Regions from separate parts of the Mus musculus genome. Here region 2 is linked to region 1. Evidence: chromatin contacts called from public Hi-C data. All regions are on one chromosome and are shown on one strand. The core of a region is the stretch at or near the end of the contact, and the rest is flanking DNA. Distances in the headings are between cores, read along the strand shown. Region 1 overlaps Gm40777 (a long non-coding RNA gene). Region 2 has its middle 28 kb from the start of Gm33624.

The links. Hi-C and Micro-C count contacts between places; a contact is called where the count stands out from the background.
Region 2: a Hi-C map of pro-B cells shows a contact between it and region 1, with 2.1 times the contacts expected there. The contact joins two enhancer-like sites. A contact is called at or near these places in 1 of 39 promoter capture datasets (pre-B cells), 2 of 15 datasets of contacts at CTCF or cohesin (large pre-B cells and pro-B cells), 16 of 484 Hi-C or Micro-C datasets (the C10 cell line, the C2C12 cell line, the HPC-7 cell line and 11 more), 6 of 115 datasets of contacts at active chromatin or transcription factors (the 230-238 cell line, double positive thymocytes, embryonic stem cells and 3 more) and 1 of 9 other capture datasets (adipose tissue).

Annotation. Positions count from the first base shown.
Region 1 is chr10:118,880,091-118,886,855 of GRCm38.p6, forward strand. Gm40777 (a long non-coding RNA gene) reads left to right here. Exons shown (of 3, transcript XR_872090.1): 3 at 996-2,251. It also overlaps a transcript of Dyrk2 not described here and the pseudogene Gm26976. Among named protein-coding and RNA genes, the nearest start is that of Gm40777, 12 kb to the left of the region's middle. Within about 2 kb of position 2,616, at least 117 of the 459 cell types and tissues checked have an H3K27ac peak or open chromatin away from gene starts, as enhancers often do. A contact at or near this core is called in double positive thymocytes, pre-B cells and pro-B cells, where this site is marked.
Region 2 is chr10:118,975,696-118,982,460 of GRCm38.p6, forward strand. No RefSeq gene overlaps it. Among named protein-coding and RNA genes, the nearest start is that of Gm33624, 28 kb to the right of the region's middle. Within about 2 kb of position 2,691, at least 36 of the 459 cell types and tissues checked have an H3K27ac peak or open chromatin away from gene starts, as enhancers often do. A contact at or near this core is called in double positive thymocytes, pre-B cells and pro-B cells, where this site is marked.

The DNA of each region.
Region 1 (6,765 bases), core at 1,366-3,865:
TTATTTCACAAATATAAAGTAGCACAATGGCCTTCTAAGACAAAATGCTCTCTAATTGAAAAGATAATAGAAAAGAGAGGCATTGGGTCGCCTCTTAAGAAAGAAAGAAAAAATGTAAGTCAGAGGTCTCCAGGAAGCAAATGGGCAGCAAAAAGTGTCTGAAGGAAGTGTTTCTAAGAGTAAGTCATGGGGAAACACTAATACCCTGCAGCCTAGAACGCACCAAAGAAATCCATGGGGCTGCGTATGGCTGGACGCAACATCAGCACCTTTCCAGGACATGGTGGAAGAAAGGAAGGAATTTCAAAAATCTAAATAAATGCAGCTGGTACAGCAACGTCCATGTACTGAGTGCAGGCACATTTCTAATGGAAGACTTGTTCGTGTCTACTTGATGTAAATCATAGCACATGGACCTCATGGCCGAAGTACCACTGTGACTCAGCTGTGGACTAATTATGTCCATTCCCTGTTTCTCAGCTTCTCCCTCTTGGTTCCTAGCTCCTAAAATATCATCTTCCTCACAGCCTTCCTATGAAGCTTAAGGAATGCAATCTATTTCTGAGGCACAGGACAGAACCTAGCATATAGAGAGGGCACAATACATATGACTTAGTATCACTTGATAACACTCTGGGCAAACATAGATGCTCCTAGATTTTTCCATCTTAGACTTAACAAACCAAGAGCAGTAGAAAGATGCCAGTAAAATATGCACCCATAATTACAACAAGGACAAATAAATTATTTTAAAACCAGGACATTAAAGCATTGTGGCCTTTCAATTCTTGAATTTGAAATGTCAGCTGATAGTACAGACAACAGTCTGGCATGAAAGTCACAATTCCACTTGATGTTGCAATCATTTAAACTAATATTTATTATTGAAGACAGGTGCCTCACCCTGTAATAGGCTTAGCAAAATCCTTCTTACCAAGCCTGTCAGCCCATTCAGGAGATGGATGTGGAACCCCACTTTGTCCTGTCTCTTGCAGCTTCCTCTACGTGCTCATCAGTAAGAGTGAAGGCTCTGTCTAAGGAAGATGGTGGATGGCATCCCAGCACCTGCACTTCATCACCCGACTGTGGCAGCTTCTGCTATTATATGTAACCTTGCGTTTTTAACTGTAGGGAAAAAGAAGTCACTTGCCCACCTAACATGCCAGCTATTGGAATTGTAAGAACTAACCCCACTCAGGCATCCCTTCTCTCAGTTATTTCAAAAGTAAAGCAGGAAGAAAGAAGAACCTGCCTTCCAACTGTATAGATACATGCAGCGTGTGGAAATGAAGCCACTCCAGGGCAAACGACCCCCAAGAGTTCTCCGGAAGATGGAATTCTTCCCAATTTTGTGTGTGTGTGTGTGTGTGTGTTTTCCTGTGATAAAACATCTTGATAAAAGCAACTTAGGGGCTAAGGAATTTAGTTGGTTCACAGTTCATTTATAGTTTATTCTTGTGGGGAAGTCAGGACACCTGAGGCATATATTACATCCATAGTCAAGACCACAGAGCAAGGAGTTTACGAATGCACCAGAGTGCTCAGCTTGCTCTCTCCATGCTCACAGAGTCCACCATTTCCTGTCTAGAGGACTGTCCCACTGGGATCAATCTATGCAGAATAATCCCTCACAGACACGTGCATAACTAACCTAGTCTAGACAATCCACATTAGGACTTCTTAGATTACACCTAGATTGTATTGAGTTGACAATGAGCGCTAGTTCCTCTAGGGTCATGAACTAGGTTCCAGCCACCTATTGGGAAGGAAAAAGGTAATGTGCCCCACAAAGTCTACTCCATCATCTTGGGTTCCTTTCTTTCAGTGAAGATTTCCAGAAAAAAAGGGGGGATGAAAAAATGACTTACTGGGGGAAATATGAAAAACACCCAGGATCATAATAAAAATCCTTTCCACCATGGGTTGAATCCAGTCAGAGCCTGTCCTTTTTCTTCCACCTCTTGCGATTTCTGAAACATCGTTTGAAGAAACATTTCATGACGGTCTTTCAAAATGTCAACCTATTTTGGAGTCGGCAAAGCCGACTTTCCTTTGTTCCGTGTTGTTAACGCAGAGCTATAATCTGAGAAGTTTTTACACAGAAACAATAAGAAAGCTGACAACTTTCATTTTAAGAAATCTTGAAAAGGTGGGGAATTATGTATATTGTATTATTAGTATGCTTTTACTCCTGTATATGTGAATATTAGCACTTCATACGTAAATAGAAACTTCAGGTCATAAGTAAAATGCACGGTCTCTCCTATGCAGGAAAAAAGGTCGTCAAAGCCATGAGGGGATTTAAAAGATCCACTCAGTCAATAATTAAAACAGTTTGCGTGTAGCTGGCAAATTTAGAAAGTGAAAGTTAAAAGCCATCAATCAATAGCATTCTGCAGATATGTTTTGTTTGGCTTTTACATGGGACTTTTTGAAAATGTGAACGCGAGTCCAGCCTTTTAAAATTAGACTTCATGTAAATACACATGTTTCTGGTTGTTCTAGAAACAACACAAAATCAGACTGCATTAGCCTTCCTTCCATCTTTCACAATAGTGGCATACAAGCCTTCCTATCCCCACCTCCACCCTGGGCCCTGCAGAATACCACAGCCCCTACCACTTCCTGTTATTGTACGTGCGCCTTTGCTTTTGGTGGTACCTACTTCTACAGCATGCCGGTAACCTCTACATGAGTTTTTTAATTAATGGAATTTCCTCACCACTGCCTTTCCACAGATAGGAACGCATCTCCCCGCTCCCCGCTCTTTCCTTTCTTTGTTTATTTGGGTATTTATTTACACCGAGACTGCTCAGACTGGTCTTGTTTATAAATAAAAATCTGGAACAAGAAGTATCGTTTTGCCTCGCAGTTAGTTGTGGAGACTCTGAAATCATGGCTTGTTTGAGATCTACCTGAGGTGACCTGGCGTAGCCACTGCAGACAGCTCTATGGGGATTCATCATATACTGTAAAAGCATACATTGTTTCCTTACAGTTACCATCTTGCTTTGTCTGGAAGTTGTTAAGGTCTTGAAGTTTCTGTAGACATTCACGAGCACGTTTTGAATAGGGCAGAAATCCCCATGTCTCCCTACTGTGGAAGGGCCCAGGGGAAGAATACATTTAGGACACCGATGACTCTTGAAATAGCCTGCTTATTCAGTAGTGCTGCATACTAGTTTGTATCTGAACATATCGTGGCCAGCATTAAATGCCAGACTTCTACCCTTCCAAAGTATTTCCCCTAATGTGCTTCCTGTCTCGGCGTAGGGAACTTCCGGTGTTCCGGTCAGCCAGGCCGTGTGCCTTGAAGCAGTTCAGCTAGTTTTATTTGTCAACTTTTATCACAACCTAGAATCATCTTGAAAAAGGGAAGCTCAACCGAGGAATTCCCAGATTTCAGTGGCCTGGGACCGTGTCTGTGACAGGTTGTCTTGGTTGTGGTTCATGAGGGAAAATCCAGGCTGCCATGCATCTAGGCTATATAGGGAAGTTAGCGAAGCGTGAGCCGGAGACAACTGTTTCTGCCTCAGTTACTGCTCGGGATCCTGTTGTCACTTCCTTCAGAGATGACCCATGACCTGGAAGTGTAAGCCAAATAAAACCCTTTCCTCCCCAGGTTACTTCCGGCCAGACTGTTTTATCGCAGCCACGGGAAATTGAGTAGAATGTGGTTGTTTATTCTCCTCTTGCTCTTATCCGTCCATCCCATCATCTACAAAACCTAATAACCTCACACTAAAAGAATTCTACCAACCACTCACTTCTCTTTATGGCTAATATCGCCATAATTAAAGGCAACGCTACAGCTCAACCGCATCATGAGAAATATCTTCTTACGTAGTCTCCATTGCTCCTTTTATTCCCAACATGGCTACCATGAGGATCCCTTCCAGATGACCTTTCAGGTGTTCCCTTCAGATGTCCCTTTTGGACAAACCTGTTGCACCACTTCTCAAAATCTAATGCCTCTTCAGTAGCCAGAGTCAAAGGCAAAGTTCTTGGTGTAACTAAAAGCTCCTAAGTGATTCTCACCCTCCCTCCTCATCTTGTGAGGTAAGCACCTCCCTTGTACACTTCAGCACCACAGACCTGTTGTTGCCTCTCAAGCATTCCACACCCAGGGCTGAGAAGGAGGTGCAATGGGTATAAGTGTGAAGGAAGATCAGAACCCGACATTCATAAGATAGCTAGTGTGGCAGTCTTGCTTATACTCCAGCCCTGGGGAGGAGGGTACAAAGAGAAGGAAGGGGGCGGGGCAAGGGAGATCTCTGAGGCTCACCAGTGAGCCTAGCCAAAGGCACAAATGGTAGGTTCAGTTACAGAAAGACCATCTCAAAATTTAACTTGGGGAGTCATAGAGGAAGATGCTCAAAGTTGACCTCTGGCTTCCACATGCACAGAAATTGGGGGGGGGGGCACATGTGTATATACATGCATGTACATGATACACACACATAAACACTATGCCATACTCATTTCGCACCCAGAGCCATATTTGTATCAGCTCTTTTGCCTAGAATGTTCTTCCTTTAAAAAGCCCTCACCTCTTTCAAGTCTTTGGTACATGTTGTTGGTTGGCTGGAGTCAACCCTAGTCCACTGAAGATCCATTGAAGATAGTATGCATCCTAGCATGCACACACACACATATGCACACATGTATGCACACATGTATACATACATATATAAATACACACATATAGACATATATATACACATATACATACATACACATGTACACATACAGACACACATATACACTCATATATACACATGCACACATATACATTCACACATGTATACACACACATACAGACACATATGTACACATGTACATACATACATACACACATGTATACACACATACACATGCACATGTACATACACACACACACACACACACACACACACACCTTTTTTGTGCTCTCACCATCTGGCATGACACACATCTTTGCTCAGTTGTTTTCTCTTTGTTTCCTTCTTCTAGAACACACATTCTGAGAACAGGAGCTTTCCTTGTGTGTGTGTGTGTGTGTGTGTGTGTGTGTGTGTGTGTGTGTGTGTGTGTGTGTGTGTTTTTAACCTGCTGTTTTTTAGTGCCCAGAATAGCTCATGGGAATGAAAGTTTCCTAATAAATATTCAATGGATAAATTATGTAGAAATGACATTATTTAATTTCTTTAAATATTTAAATTATTTAAATAAAATCTGTAAGGAAAAATGTATGCGTCCAATCCTGAGTACATTTATACAATCTTCTGAAGTATAGCAGCCAAAATAAAAATGTTTATTTCTCATGTTCTTTTGACATGACCCACAATTTTCTAGTTTTCCAAAGCTAAGTGCCTTTGCTCGGTCCCAAGCATGTGGAACGTCTACAGGTGAATAAAGAAAAGTTTGTACTTTGAATTATGCCATAAGATCCTCGGCCTGATACCTCAGAGGCTGCACATTCCGGTCAGCTGCATAAGGGAGCCTCCAGCATCTCTAAAAGGCTCCTCCTGGGCCCCTGTAGAGCTGTGGGTGGCTCTCAGTCTGGGTCTGTGGATTCAGTACCATCACTTGCAAGCTTGCTTTTAACATCATCCCAGAAATGTGCTACAGCTCTTGGGCCTACATTATTTAAATGTACCTTACATCTTCTGAAGCAGAAAAAATTCAAATTGTAAAAAAAGAAAAGAAAAAGAAAAAAGAAAAGAAATTACACCTGAAAAGTGTATTCAATTAGGGTACTTACAAAATTTTATTTAAAGACAAAGCGTTCGGCAGGAGACATAAGGTAGTGAAATTTAATTATTTTATATTAAAGCCTATCTCTAGTACCATCAAAAGCACTGTTGTAATCAGAGTTCATAAAATAAGTAACTATATTCCAGTGCTTCTACACCTTCCCAACGCTGCTGCCTTTAGTACAGTTCCTTGAGTTGTCATGACCCCAACCATAAAATAATTTTCACTGCTACTTCATAAATTGCAATTTTGCTAGTTGTTAATTTTAACGTAAATATCTGATATCCAGAATATCTGATATGTGACCCCTATGAAAGGGTTGTTGGACCACCAAAAGGGCTGTGACCCACAGGTTGAGAAACACTTCTATAAAATTTAACTCTAGTTATTTTGGGTTCTGAGACAAGAGGATCACAAGTTTAGGGCCTACTTGGCTCCAGAGAATGTTCAAGGTCAGCGTAGGCAACTCACAACCTTGCCACATAACATGATTTTTAAAATGTAAAGGACTGGAAGAAATAGCTCAGGGAAAGAGCACTTGCAAGCTATGCAGAGCTATAGTCCATTCTCCAGTAAAAAGGGTTAATTTTTTTTTATATAAAAGCACTGTTGTGAACTTGATATTTAAACAGATGAATCCACTCAAAAATGCAAAGCTCGAACCCCAAGTGTGATGGTTTGTATATGCTCAGCCCAGGGAATGGCACTCTTAGAAGGTGTGGCCCTGTTGGAATAGGTGTGTCACTGTGGGCATGGGCTTTAAGACCCTAGTCCTAGCTGCCTGGAAGCCGGTATTCTGCTAGCAGGCTTCAGATGAAAATATAGAACTCTCAGCTCCTCCTGCACCATGTCTGCCTGGATGCTGCCATGCTTCCCACCTTGATGGTAATTGACTGAACCTCTGAACCTCTAAGCCAGCCCCAGTTAAATGCTGTTAAAAGTTACCTTGGTCATGGGGTCTGTTCACAGCAGTAAAACCCTAACTAAGATACCAAACAGAATTAATTCCTACTGAAATGTCTTTTTTCC
Region 2 (6,765 bases), core at 1,441-3,940, 96 kb after region 1:
AGGATGCTGGGGGGGGGGGGGAGGGTTGGAACCCAGGTCCTCCTGGTTGTGAAGCAAGCACGTTATTCATAGAAGTTCCCCTCAGCCCAGGAACAAATCTTTAAAAGAGGCAATTTGTTTTTAATTGGAGTTGAGGTATTATAGTAAGAAATCGTATTTCTAAACATCAGGGGGTTGATGAAACAGTCTTTCTGTAAAGGACCAGGCAGTAAATGTTCACCTTCATGAGCACAGGAGGCCTCCCTCACAACACTGTGTTCCACATGGGAGCAGTTACAGACAATATATATAAAAGTGAATACACACAGGTTATTTGAAAACAGGTGGTGAGCCAGGTTGGGCTGGAAGGATGTAACTCTTGGGACAGCCCCTCTCCCCAGCCCCCAACACACACATACACAGCTTAGAGTCTCTAGGAAAATAGGGAAAGAGAAAGAGAAAACAGCGCCATCTCATCTTTCAGTCCTTCTTGGTTAAAGAATATCCGAATTAAATGTAATTGTACGGAATGACTCAAAGGACAAAATGCCAAATGGAAGCCGTGAGCAGGGCGTTTGTAGTCGTAACACGATCAAAACACGTGCTGCCGGCCTGTGCGGGGACCCTCTTGTTTTCTCAGACACAGAAGGGCAGAGAAGCTGTCTGGTTAAGAGGTGTTTCTGACTCTCCCTTGTTCCTACTTGTGGCTGCAACTGAATTAACGTTTCCAGGGTGTACTGAACCGTGTGCATTAGAGTTTCCTGCCAGAGGCAGGAAGAACTTGCAAGCTCCCTGTGGGCTCTAGCCAGCTGCATCCCTAGCCCTGATCCGTCCGTCCGTCCGTCCGTCTGTCTGTCACCCTCCCTGAAGAATCGCAGAACCTCTCTGTAGAGCACACACTGCCCACACGGGGATCTAGGACTGGGTTCAGATCCCACGGCTACTCAGTTAGTACTGGTGGGAGCCAGATGGCTGAACTACTGAGGACACCTACCTGCTGGCAGCCGGGTGGCCTTTCAAGGACTCAGGCCCTGAGTGTGACATGCCATCTTCCCTCACTCCCTTACACATCACTTCACATGGGAGACGATGCTTAGTATGTGTGGTTTTATGGCCACAAGCAGAAAAACATAAGATGGTTCACTGAGCATGAAATCAGCCCCAGTGAGCCCTTCTTAACAACTGCCGTTGACAATAGAAATGCCAAGCACAGCAAGGGGGACAGATGTATGGCCAGGGGCATCTTTAAAAGATACATGCGTGTCCCTGGTTCCTCGACACTGAGAATCTTTGTGTTTATATAACAGCGGTAAAATGCTCTGAGAAGAAGTCTTGGTTACCCTGCATCTGGAAGAGCAGTATGCCTTGGATAGCCAACCAAAGCAAAGACAACCTCTGGGAGATCCTGCCTTCATCCAGGTAACCAGGGATGGTAACAAAATCAAGTGGAAGGTGCACCCGACCCCAGAGACTTTGCTAAAGGATGAAAACCGCCAAGTACCTTAGGGTACGAGCCCAACGCTCGTGAGACCCTAAGGCTGAGAGACTCATGTTTCCTTTCCAGCTGATCCAGGTTAGAGTTTGCCTTCAAGAGGAATTGGTGTGGCTTTGCAAGTCAGGACGCAAGGGGAAGTAGTTGCTATTTCCAGAGGCGGTTGCAGGCAGATGTTAGGGACAGGGCAGAGATTTTCTGTAGCTTCCAGAGAACTTTCCAGAGCTGCCTGCTTTGGCCCAGCAGATGAGGTTTCTCTAAGCCTCCTGAAAAGTGGAGCAGCAACCAGGCAAGCCACCAAGATGAGCCTACTCACTTAAACCATCATTGATTGAAACTGTGACCTCCAGCACAGGCATCCTTGTCCCCCTCTCTGCATCCCACAGTGTCACTGAAACCCCAAGTTCTCTATTTAACCCTTTGTGTCTGGCACACAGAAACTGCCTTCTATTCTCAGAACTCTGCCTGCATCACATGTGTGAGACCACATGTAACATCATTTTAACCTTTGGGTTTGTTTGGTTGGTTTTTTTCTTCTTAGAAATGAGAAGATATTAAACAGATCATCCACAGATGGAATCAAATTTTGTTTTCTGTAACATTTGAGGTGTTCCTGACTGGAAAGCTCGGTGTTAGCATTAGGAGACTTTGAATGTCCTCCAGTGAACTCTTATAGAAAGCACCTACACGGAGTTAGATTATGATGCATTTGCAGTTCAGGGCAGGCAGAAATGAGAAGTGAGCACAGTCAGGCAGAGATCGCACAGCCCCAGGGAACTTGAGCTACAAGCTGCTCACACAGCATCCTCCTAAGAATTTGCAAATTCTGTCTTATTCAAATCCTTAACCTGAGAATCCAAAGCTATAAGTGTTAGGCCCTGGAGCCTCGGATACCTGACCTTCAGCAAGGTGGGCTGGAATTGGGAGGTGCACTCTGACCCAAAGACTAGAGGAAAGATACAACTGTACGCCTCGGAATTGGTGGGACGCATTAGCATCAGAGGACAGCACACAGCGTGCATGGGGTCTGAGTTTCCTACTATGAAGGCTGCTAAGAGCGCGACCTTCAGATTCACTGATGTAGAACCAGCCAAGTTATCAAGAGTTGCAGCTTCTTTGCTGGCTGTGGTGGGACCCAGAAAACTCTCCACATTCACTGTCTGAGCCCCCTTTAGGCATTTCCGGTTCGAAGGGCTTTTACTGCCTTGGGCGTTGTCTTTGCTGTTCTGTCTCACAGGCATCCACAGCCTGTGCACCTGGTGCTGTCTGGCGCACGTGTGCTTGCCTTGCTTGGATGGCTGCTCCCTCAGGAAGCTTTCTTGACGGGGATCTAGCCCATGCACCTCCCTTCTCGGTCCTTCTACAGCTCCTCAACTAGTGGCTGCTACTTCCTTATTGCCAAGTGTTGCCCTTAGCCCTGAACTGTGTTATCTCAGCTCTTACAGCTTCCCAGGAGAGGGCTCAGAGGAAAACCTGGAGACAGAAAGGTTCAACATCTTGCTTGTGTCAGAAGCTGGAAAGATTTGGGGTCAGGACTCTGGAGGTCAGAACTTACTCTCTGGAGTCCTGTTATTACCCGGGCTTGTTTTGTGATGATCCTACCAAACTGAGCTCAGAAAAAGAAAGAAAGAAAGAAAGAAAGAAAGAAAGAAAGAAAGAAAGAAAGAAAGGAAGGAAGGAAGGAAGGAAGGAAGGAAGGAAGGAAGGAAGGAAGGAAGGAAGGAAGGAAGGAGAAAAGAAGAAGAAGGAGAAGGAGAAGGAAAAGAAGAAGAAGAAGAAGAAGAAGAAGAAGAAGAAGAAGAAGAAGAAGAAGAAGAAGAAGAAGAAGAAGAAGAAAGAAAGAAAGAAATTATACTGAAAGCTTATGTGACAAGGATTATTTATTTCATGTCCTGTTTCCAGTTCTCATCTCATCTCAGTTGAGACTGTCACTGTCCCCATTTTGCAGATGAGAATGGAAGCTGCTCCTTTGCCCCACCTTCTCAACTCCTCTGATGTGTTCTGAATGTCCCCAGTGTTCTGAATGTCCCGTGTTCTGAATGTCCCCTGTGTGTGAAGGCTCTAAGACAGAAAAGACCCAGCAAAAGCCAAGAACTGCAGCCTCAGTCCCACTAAGTACTAAGTCACAGGGGACCATGCTGGAGACCAGAACAGCCTTCTTCAGCAAGGGGCCACCTCTCGCAGCACAATGAGAGGTCGCTTCTTCCTGACCTCAGGACCATGACAGCTGGCTTGGGAAGAGGCTACAGCAAAGAAGCAGACCTTCAACAAGGCTCAGCTGCCAAAGTCGGAAGTCGGAAGCCGTGACCCCTCCCTGGGGCCTGGAAAGCTGAGACACAGCTGGGCTCCTTCTGCGCTGGCTTTGGGTCACACCTGGGGCTGCGCAAGCAGGAGACCCTTGCGCATGCGCTGAAGAGAGACGAGCACTCCTGCTGCGACAGGCAGGTAGCCAAGTCTCCACTAGGGGTAGGAGAAAGACTAGCTCTGTGCTCTTCGAAGCAATAGAAGTTCTCCCAAGCCTCTGGGGAGAAGGAAACATTTCTGTGGTGTTGGGGCTCCACGTGGGGGTGAAACTCAGGCTGAATATCAGGAATGGTTAAAGCACATGGGTCCTTGAGACTGGTCTCAGCAGAGAGCAAAAGGTTGGTGGGCTCAGAAGTAAAGAGAATAAAGCAAGCAAAGACCGGCCCTCATTCATAACACAGGCCACTGCTTTCATACTTTACCATATGTGTGTGCTGAACCAAAAATCGTATCCACACATTTATAAAGGCCTCGTCTAGAAAGCCAGAGGCGGAGGAACCTGAGGAGCATCAAGTGATGTGAAGACCAGAAAAACATGGCGTGAGCACACAACACGGCATTACTTGGTTATGAGGATGACTGAGGAACTGTCGGTGCTACGGGATAGGTAAAATTGAAAATGGTGTCAAAAGAAGGAAGTTGTACTAGGACTGTTCGTGTCATCTGGTTCCATTTATATGAGATGGTCACAACAGGAAAATCTGTCAGGCAGGGCATGAAATCGCTGCCTCAAACCTCAGACCCAGGCAGGTTGGGGAGACGGGAGAGGCAGCTAAAGTATATTCCTTTCCTTTTGGGTGTGGCGCTAATGTGCTAGAATTAACTGTGGTGGTGTTTGCATATGCTTCGAGCGTGTACAACTCACCCAGTTACACACCTTAAATGGATGCATTGCACGGTGTTCTGATTATGTCTCGAAAAGCTGTTTTAGAATACTGAAGGATGCTGACCAGAGTACAACTGACCCCAGCCTCATCCCCTCTCCAAGGTTCCTGGGAATGCTGTCAGAGCCAAGCATAGGAGGCCACTGGGGTACGCAAGCAAAGGTATTCACAACAGGAGTGAACATTTCAAAACACACAAAGAAAAGTTATAGGTGACAGAGGTGTCCCCCAGTTAGAGGTGCCCCCCTGTTACCCCACACAGATGGCAAACCTCAGAACTCCTTAAAATACTTTCTCCAGATGTCAAATTGTAAGACTCTTTAAAGAATGCTCCTTTCTTCTCCCTCTCCCTCCTCCTTTCCTCTCATCTCCTTCTCCTTCTCTATATATGAATTATGTACATTTTCATGTATACATTGTCCTATTGCTGCCTACATTCTCAGACACATCTCTGCTTAGATTACCTTAAGTCTGGTTGAACACTTGCAAGAAGGAAGTCCTCACGTCCCACGGTCTCCATCACCTTGTCCCATAACTCCTTATTTCTCCTCCCAGGGCAGAGCAATCCTTTGGGACTTTTCAACAATCCCAAAAACAATCCATGAACAATTCCATTGGGCTGTAAATCTCAATCGCTGCTCACCACTGCCGTTTTTGCCGTCCTGTTGAAAGGGCGCTTATCTTGCTCCTTGATTGTTACAATAGCCTTCTACCTGCTAACCTTCCTTCCGCTCATCCCTACTTTGGGTCTATTTGTCCACACTGCAGTTTTAGCACTCCTGTAATACTAAGCCAGCTCATGAGCCAGACGGTGGTGCTGTATGCACTCGAGGATCTTGCTGCTCCTTCTATCTGGAAGGCTTAGCCCCCAGAGGTCCACACCATTCATGTGTCCTCTTTCTGGTCTTGCTCAGATGTTGTCTTAGCGAGATATTTTACCATTACACAATATTACATGATTTACTTCTCCCTTTGTCTCCTATCTACCCAGCTTTTCATCAGATACCCTCTGATACATATACTACTACATGTATTGTCCATTTCTCTACACAAGAATGTAGGTCAGTGAAGACTCAGACCTTGGAAATTTTGTTCATTAATAAGATCCCTAAGCACACAATTTACACTTTAAAAAAAACCTTTGTTCAGTAGATGAATAACTTCTAACTTGATCCCAGATGACATCCACAAATTACGTCACTCACTCTTGTTTCCCAGATGAGGAAACAGAGACTTGCAGTGGTTACGTAATGATTGAAGGCCTGCACACCCTTCCTCGGGGGACACTTCCTTATTGCCCATGGGCTACATGAATGAGTCTGTCATTGTCGGATGGACTCACTCTCCTTAGATGACGAAACTTGTCCCCAGATGACAGATTGCTCTCAGAAACAGTTCAGCCAGAACTCAAACAGGTCTAGTTGAGATTTCCACAATGTTCCAAGACCCCCCACACACACACCCATTATTCAATCTTGTTCTGGGGCCTGTGCAGCTAATTGAAAGTACTTAAAGGATTCCAATTTTGCATTGCAAGCAAAAATCTGTGCTGTACAACAAACCCACCAATACCTGTAGACGCTCTGAGCACCAGAGAATTGCAGAGTTCCCTCCTCTAGTCTACCCAGGCAGGGTATGATGCTAGTGTGGCTTCTTTTTGTTTTATTCAGTCAGATTGTTCTCTTCTGAGCCAGGGTGAGGTGGGACTGTCACCAGCACTGACTGTCAGCCAGCAGAGAAGTGAATAAGCCACTGAAAAATGTCGCCCCTGTTCTTTCTCCTCCCCCTGCCTCTGCATCTACTTCTCAATCTGCTCTATGACATCTCAATAACCACCCTGTTACTGGTAGAGTTCCCACAAAGCTGCAGGCAGCCCCTTTCCTGAAAAGCTTGGTGCTATTATTTGTCTGTGCCCTAATCCCTCGCTATTGGGGCCTTTTCCTTTTCTGTAAAAAAAATAAAAATAAATAAACAAACAAAAATAAAAATAAAAACAAAAACAAAAGGTCCCATTTCCTCTTAGTATAGAATCCCGTTTGTGTGGCTGGTAATGATTCAGAAATCATTATGGTTAATTTTCAAAGGAGTAATGAAAAAAAATTTTTT